Linked DNA regions of Gossypium hirsutum: regions 1 and 3 are each linked to region 2. A link is a contact called in public Hi-C data. All regions are on one chromosome and are shown on one strand. The core of a region is the stretch at or near the end of the contact, and the rest is flanking DNA. Distances in the headings are between cores, read along the strand shown.

Evidence for each region. A called contact is a pair of places that touch in the nucleus more often than the background predicts.
Region 1: a Hi-C map of leaf shows a contact between it and region 2, with 2.5 times the contacts expected there. The contact joins the enhancer-like site here to the promoter of LOC107944655 in region 2. A contact is called at or near these places in 3 of 34 Hi-C or Micro-C datasets (all in leaf).
Region 3: a contact with region 2 is called in a Hi-C map of leaf, with 5 times the contacts expected there. The contact joins the promoter of LOC107900457 here to the promoter of LOC107944655 in region 2. A contact is called at or near these places in 9 of 34 Hi-C or Micro-C datasets (callus, fibers and leaf).

Annotation. Positions count from the first base shown.
Region 1 is chrA11:65,513,531-65,516,230 of Gossypium_hirsutum_v2.1, reverse strand. It overlaps the pseudogene LOC107900419. Among protein-coding and RNA genes, the nearest start is that of LOC107900432, 7.1 kb to the left of the region's middle. Within about 2 kb of position 1,405, at least 6 of the 9 cell types and tissues checked have an H3K27ac peak or open chromatin away from gene starts, as enhancers often do. A contact at or near this core is called in leaf, where this site is marked.
Region 2 is chrA11:65,707,592-65,710,401 of Gossypium_hirsutum_v2.1, reverse strand. It overlaps LOC107944655 (putative oxidoreductase TDA3), which reads right to left and starts at 1,265. Exons shown (of 2, transcript XR_005905115.1): 1 at 193-1,265; 2 at 1-99.
Region 3 is chrA11:65,547,805-65,550,693 of Gossypium_hirsutum_v2.1, reverse strand. It overlaps LOC107900457, which reads left to right and starts at 1,253. Exons shown (of 3, transcript XM_041081874.1): 1 at 1,253-1,441; 2 at 1,558-1,827. The coding sequence starts at 1,329.

The DNA.
Region 1 (2,700 bases), core at 156-2,655, 190 kb after region 2:
AAAAGTTGTGTTTGTATAAACAAACTTGAAGTTTCCTATAAGACTCAAATCACTTGGATGGATGACAAAGACATATAAAAAAGATATAAAAACAAATTTTCATTCTATTTTCCTCCATCTTATAATATTCATTGATTGCTCTATAAAAAATATTTTTATACATTAGTTAATGTTTAATGTACTATTTTCGTTAATGCAAAACATAGATAATCATTGGATTTATTTATATCTTAAGATTTATTTGTCTAGAATTCTTTTACACACCAACATATACATGGAGACAAATAGAACCTTAAAAAAGTTGCATACCTTAAAACTTTCATTTAATTTCTCATAATTTTAAGCTTCCATTTTCATAAATTTATGATAAACTAAAAACAAAAAGAAAAGATGCGTCTGTTCATTTTCTATCGCAAATTATAGTACTATGAAGATGGTTAAAGACGATAAGGGTAACATTGAGATTAGTGATCTTGTTAACTTTTTATTTTGAAGAAATCTTTGTACAAAGAAAAGATACATTGAATTTGTTATTCTACTATTGTTGCATGAATTGGATTTCAATGGTTATGCTTATTGACTTTCATTTATCGTTAATGAAATACCATAAATATTTAAAAAGATTCCAAAAAATAAAAAAATAAAAATGTTTTTTTCTTATATACATTTTGTATACCATGCAATTCCTTTGTTATATAAAAAATATAAAATTTGCCTATTGAAATGCTCAAAATGAATTCCTTTGTTATAGTAGAGCTGCCAATTTTTTGGACAGTGAAATCATGCAAGAGCAGAAAACCTGAAGCTGAAACATTGAAAATAGCATCTGAGACATCAGTTGAGTTGGAGAAATGAAGGCGTATCAGGTAAGTGCCATTAGTATTGATTTTGAACTCATAAAAAGGCTGCTTCCCAAAAACTCTTGCAGTTTGATACAGAGGTGGTGTTTCTGATGCCTGCCTATTGTCTGTGACAAAGCTGTTTTGTTTCGTAAATGAAACATCAGAATTCGAGTCACTGACAAGGGTCTGGGAACTGACATTTACAGCGATATTTGATCCACAGTTGATGAAATACTTGTCTGGAAGCGTGTATTTTGAAGAAGGCAACTGATATGAGAAGAAAATGACAAGATAAAGAAAAAGGCTTAAAGACTCATGGTGTTTATCCCACTGAAACTTTCCCATTGATTTGTAGTTTTTTCTTAAACTTTGTTTCTTCAAAACAATTTCATTCTATGAATCAATGATTCCTATTGAAGGATTAAAGATAAGTCAACAGGGAGCCTGAATTCGTTTATGAACCAAAACAGGCTCAGAGAAAATTCTAAGCTGTGTTGCATTGGGAAATGCCTTAAATGCCCTTGTAATTATAGACTTTGTTCATTCAGTAGAGGACAATTCTGGCTTTACAGGCATTTACCTGGTCAATGGAAACAGTGTGATGCTGATGTAAGCTTAAATGTATATAAAGACGACTTGTCTTCTTGCAATCTAGTCATATCAAAACTATATTCTTTTAATATTCTTTCAATAATTTATACTTATAGTTGTAACCTTCCAATCACCATTTCAAGAACCATTTGGTAGAAATTAACCTACTATTAGATTGATATAGAAACTAAAAGCAAGATCACTCATGAGAAATTACTTTGTATTATTGCAGTGAAACATGTACATTGATGGAGTTCCCATTGTCCTACACCACTGAAATTCTTCCAAAAAAATGGGGTTTCTCCTTTAAACCAGTGGAGATTATCTAGAATCACCAATCCTCAATTCTGTGAATACTTCACTAGCAGTTACATCTGAAGTATCATCAAATACTAGAGTAGTGTTGTCTTCATCAACAGCTGGAAAGCTATTGGACGATAATCGATGGAGAACAGACATCGAAAATTCCAATGAAGCATTGGTTATACTATCTTCAAGTGGGCCTCTGTTGATTGGAGTAAGCTGAAGCTGTAATGCATATTCCAAGTCCCACAAAACATCACGCATGATTGGCCTTTCACTACCATATGCCTTCAAACACTTCTCTGTTGTTTCAGCAAACCTCCTAAATGAGTTGGGATTAATAGTATCCACTAGCATTGGATCAATAATATTCTCAAGTTGACCTTTCCTCAGCCAATGCATTCCCCATTCAGCTAAGTTCACTTCCTCCCTCCTACTCGAGTTGATGACCACTGGCCTAGCACAAAGGACTTCTAGGAGTACAACTCCGAAAGAATACACATCGGATTTTTCTGTCAACTGTAGAGACATAAAATATTCAGGGTCAAGATAACCAAAGGTTCCTTTTACATCGACGCTTTGTTCTACATCAGGAATGCCTGATTTTGAAAGACCGAAATCAGCAACTTTGGCCACAAGCTGTTCATCAAGCAAGATGTTTGTTGACTTAACATCACGGTGAATGATTCCTTCAGCTGCACCTGTGTGCAAGTAATTAAGGCCTTTAGCTGCACCGATGCAAATTTCTAGTCTTTGCTTCCAAGATAATTCAGAACGTGCACTGTATGATTTCTCAAAATCGACTGTTGAATAATAGAGATGATCTCTAAGAGTTCCTTTCTCCATGAATTCATAGACCAGTATCATTTCAAATATTTCATCACAATATCCGATTAAGGAAACAAGATGACGGTGGCGAATTTGAGATAAGACCACTATCTCGGTTTGGAACTCTAGAAGGCCT
Region 2 (2,810 bases), core at 16-2,515:
CTCTCTTTAGCATCGCTATTGATGCTGGGTTGCCTACTATTTGCTCTGGATCATCTGGCACCTCTTCCTCTGCTGACATCCCACATATATAAACTTCCCCTACCATTCCAAATCACGCTTACTTATATAACTACAACTATCATAACATTGCTATGCAAATTTTAAAAAAAAAAAATTCACAGTCGTACTTACCGTTTGGGCGAGGGTAAACTTCGGGGTCCATGGCTTTGCCGCCCTGCGGATGAAAGCTAAGAAAGAGGGCATGGGGCGTTATGGCACCAGGGTCTTTCGGCTCCAAAACAATACTATGGGCCTTAAGCCCAGAAACTCCGAACATTGAAGCTAACATCTCAAACTTTCCAGTCTAAGGCCCAAGTGATAGAACGACCGAGTCCGACTCAATAACTCGTCCCTCTTCGAGTACAACCGATCCAACTCGCCATTCCTCAACATGTAGCTGCTCCAGTTTCCCAATCACCACCTCAACACCATATTTCTTGACGGCTGTGTTTAACAGAGTTCTTGTGAATAATTGAGGATGTACTTGGGCTGTCGTTTGCGTCGTCTCGATTGTTCTAGGCCCACGTATCGGCCCATCGACCCATGATGGGATCGTAGAGTCACCGGACGACTTGGAACCGGACGGAGAAGAAGGCCCTGATTCAGTTACTGTAATGCTAAGACTGGTCAAGGGCCGATACCCGTACAAGTCAGGGCCGTTGAGTTCTTCGGAGAGTGAACGGTGGAGATTAAAGCTAGCACGCGCGAGTGACTCGACAGGACCACCGTCGCACCAGTCTAGGGCGAGGAACCCGCCTGCTTTTCCGGAAGCAGCACAAGCTACTGAAGATTTTTCAATGAGAGTGACGGCTGCGCCTTTCTTGGCAAGGAAATAAGCCGTGCAAACGCCAATTATGCCTCCCCCGCAGACCACCACGCGCTTTTTCGATTCAGGTTGTTGCCGGTCATCCATTGGTTGCGATAAAGACAATAAGCAGCGGATGGAAGTGGCGGTTATGACGAGGTCGGGGAGTGTTGGATATTTTCGGATTGGTCGGAAGAGCGAGGCTATGGATAGCAGCGATGCTGATGATATGACCGCCATGATATCTAACCGATTGCCTTTTGTAGGAAAGTTGTAGTTTGAAGACACGTGTTATTTAGAATCAATTTCTGGGCGTAACGGAGCTAGGAGGAATGTAACCAGTTTTCGTTGGACAAATGGAAATGGGTCAGATATTCGATAGTCGATTCCACAGTTGCATCAAAATGGATTCAGTCCACTAAATCTGTAGCCCATGTAACTTCCACTTTCTGGCCATAGGTGGGTTGCCCTAACGCAAAAAATAATAATATCCAACAAAACAGCAAATTTTAGCATCTAATAGCCATGAGGTTTAATTCCAAATATTTAGGTCTAATGATACTTTCACCTCATTTCAAATTTAATCATTTAAGTATTTACTTTTCTTACTCTTTTGATTTAATAATTGAAATACAATTAAATTATATAATATTTCTAAAATAAAAATTTACTCACAAGCCAAATAAGTAAATAAAAATATTAAATTTGGAGTTGTAAGGATAGGAGAGGTAAGTTTAGAGAAATTCCAATTTAATAGAAATCTTTTGACACGATTGATTTGATTACAACAGTTGCAAAGGTGGATTAAAAAGCAAAATTAGAGAGAAAGATTGGAATGTTGGTATTGTTTATAAAGGATAATTAGGTAATTTAGTTCACAATCAGAAACTTAAGATTCAAGTATGAGAAGGTAATGAAATTATGGGAAAGTTGGATGCATGTATGTATGTGGAATGAGAGGGAGCAGAGCCCGACGACCACTAATTCCACTTAATTAACATTAATTATGCAATTGTTGGCATATTTTCATGTAATAATTACTTTTTAATTATTTCAAATAATTGTAGGTCGAATGTGGGATTACACTGAAAAATGACCTAACATATATCAACAACTATCTTCTCATTCTAATCATCAGTCTATAACATTATTATCAATTCGGTCTTTTATACACTTATGCAACTTTAATCCCTTTCAAATGTTGACACTTCAATTTTTTTTTATTAAATAAACTTTCTTTTCACCCTCGTTAAAAGTTGAATTATCAATTTAATTTATCTCCGCACCATCACATAATTTCTACTTTTCCCTACATATACTACTTATTTTTTATTTTTTTAAAGTTTAATATTACATTTGGTATCTGAACTTAACATTTTTTTTCTAATTTGATACTTAAACCTTTTTTTTTGTCCAACTTGATATATAAACTTGTCGAATGTTATACAATTACTCCAATATACTCCAATATTTTTATGAGATAACAAAAATAATCAATAAATGACTAACATGAGACAAATGACATTGAATTTTTCTTTTTTTATATTTTAAATGTTCAATTATTTGTATTTTTTTAAAATTTAACATTATGATTTTTTTTATTTTAGGTAATCTCTTGTTTTCTTCTTTAATATCAATTCATTAAGCATAGTTAAAAATACAATATTTTAACATGAACTTTCTTTGAAATAGACGATATTTTTCTAGAATTGAAGACTTTGTGAAGATTATGCCATGTTTTAAGCATACAGTTCCTCTTGAGTCATTCTTACCATTAACAGTCAAAATATTTTCAACACAAAAAAAAAGTAGAATTTGAGCATAATGTTTAGCAAAAAGAAGGAAACTTCAAATTTTTATCATTTTTACTATTAAATTCTATTTCATCTATCCCATGTGATTATACATTAGTTATTTTTGTCCTCTCCTAAAAAAAACCATCAAT
Region 3 (2,889 bases), core at 4-2,503, 160 kb after region 2:
TTTATTCTTTTGGCCTTTAAATTTTTTTCAAAATGTTAAATTAGTAAAGGTAAAATTTCACTTTGTCCCTCTAAAATTATAAAAATTCAATTTAATCCTTTACAAATTATAAAGATTTAAACTATAAAAAATTAAAATTTTATCCGGCCCCCCTAACAATTTGTTCTGGCTTCGCCCCTGCTTGTATGGTTCGATTTTCAACATTAGTGAACTTCTTCTTCTATGCCCGTGGTTTTTCTTGAAAAGGTTTTCCGTGTAAAATTTGTTTGTTTTGTTTTTCTTTTCTTATTTGATTCGCAATCGTGTCTATTGTCATTATCAATGTTAATTTTAACAAAAATATATTTTGATAAAAAAATCCTTTCAAATTTTTATTTTAATAGTTAGCAATAATTTAACTTATAAATATTAAAAAATAATAAACTAAATTGAAAATTCTATTTAATGAAATAAAAAACGAAAAAGAAAAATGGAATACATATATTGCAAAAGAAAAAAATAAGTAATAACGATTTTTATTTAATTTTAATATTATATAATTATTTATTTATTAAATATTAAATTAAAATATAAAAAATATTTTTATTAATTTTTTTCTTCAAATTCTTTCAAATTAAAATTGAATAGTAAAATTGAATAAAACAATTTAACTTCAATGGCAAATTCAATTAAATAAAAATAAAGCACAAAATCCAATATAGAATTAAAATATAATGACAAATTTATCTCTTATTTATAAGGATAATGTCAAATATCATTAAAGTGAAATATAGGGATAAGTTTTAATTTCCATTTAAAGTATAATGAGAAATTTACATATTAACTCATTTTTTAATAAAAAATTCAAATTTTTTAATTTGTTGAAATTTTAAATTTCAATTTTAATTTTACTTGATATAGAATTGATTTAATTAATCTATTCAATGAAGATATGAATTAATTATAGGGTTAAATATAAAATTAGTATTTAAACTTTTCCATTTCTCCTAGACTGGTAATTATAGTTTTTATTTGTTCTAAATTGGTACTCGAACTTCTTTTCCATCAACTAAATCAATACCTGAGCCTAACCGGTGTTAAGTCTAGGACACATGGCAGAATAATATTTTGATACATTGTATAAATGACGTTGATGGTGATGTCATAATCTAAAAAATTAAAAAAAAATCTTTTGACTTTTCTCCCCGAATTTAAGCTCCGTTTGTTTGGGGGTAAAAGCTTTTCTGGAAAATATTTTCGTCATTTTTCACTGTTTATTTGGTGGAAAATAAACTCCCACTGTAAATGCTTTTCCAAAACACGAAAAAATCACCTCTTTTTTTGGGAAAATGTCTTACACTTTTTTTTCGGTAAGACATTTTCCAAAACATGGGAAAACTCTTTCTCCCCGTCCCCTTCCCCTTCCCCTTCCCCTTGGGTTGCAAATCAGTGCCATTGCCAGGTACCCTACCCATTTTTATCTCTTCGATCATTCTGATTTTTGTTATCTATCTATCTTTTTTTTCAATCTCTTAGTAAATTTCCCAGGTACCCTACCCCCCGCCCTAAATTTCTCAGGAGCTGCGCGATTTTGAAGAACGATGATGAGAAAGTTTGGTCAAGGACCAATGCTAGGGTCGGTGTTAAAGATGTCGACAGTACGGTTTCGGGTTTGAGCCAAAACTTGAGTTTGTACGTACAATTTTCGGCTCCGGTGAAGCAAGGATCGAAGCCTTGCAAAGAGGAAGAGGAGAAGCAGGATTACATGAATATGGGTTACGCTATTCGAACCTTGAGAGAGGAGTTCCCGGACATCTTCTACAGAGAGCTCATTTTTTATATTTACAGGTTCGGATTCGATTTTCTTGCATTTGATTTCTTTGAAATGGAGTAAATAATTAAGAATTCTGTAAAATAAATTCAATTTTTCAAAGTTTTCCTTGTTCATCTGATGATTTTGGATTCTCATCATTAAATTCAAAAAAAAAGAAAAAAAGAGAGAAAGGTGATGACTTTGTTTGAATAACGCGTACTAATTCATTCCAAGCTTATATTTTTGATGTAATTAGATGTTTTTGAATATTGGTCTTTTGTTTGAATGTTGATTGTTTCTGTGTGTGTGTATAAGGAAGAAAGTATTGGCTCTTAGCTTAGAACATAAAGAACTCTGTTATAGTATCCATGTTTGATTTGTTTTACAAATTGATGGATGGCAAAGATCGTTTTGTTAAGGGCAAGGTGTGCACTCTACGCGTCCGAACCCTTGTATTGACTAAGGCACGAAGCGCTAAAGAAAAGAACTTTTGCTCGAGTGAAATAAGGTGCAACAAGCATTGTGTGTGCATTTTTGTATATCTATTAGTCTCGATGAGTATGTGCTTATGTATATTATAAGCTTAAGATTTATACTTATGATAATAAACTCAGAAAGTTGGTCAAATTTGTTTAGTGAACAAGCTAAATTTTCTTTTAATTTTGTTGGCCGGTGTGCATGATTTGTTTTGGTCCTGTGCCTGTCGTCGTATACTCAAATACTGAGAAGAATCCCTTTTCAAAATAGTTTTTCTTTTTTGTGTGTGTGTTGCCTTACAAAAGTGCATGCCTAGGGGTGCCGAGCTTGTACCTACTGAATGCGCCTGGCTTGAAGGGGTTTCAGGTGCTTTTGCTTTTTATGCTAAGGCGCAAAGCCTAGGTGCTTGTCTTAACAATACTGGATAAAGTTATGCCGTATGTGCATAAATAGCATATGCCACTAGGTTGATGCATGCTGCTGCCTTCCTCATGTAAATAGATTATGGGTTTTTCTATGTGACACCTATGAGATCCACTTTTGCCTTTCCAAACTACAGTGATCAATCTGCACAGACTCAAAATTATAATGTTTTTATATAGATGACATGTTTTTGGTAC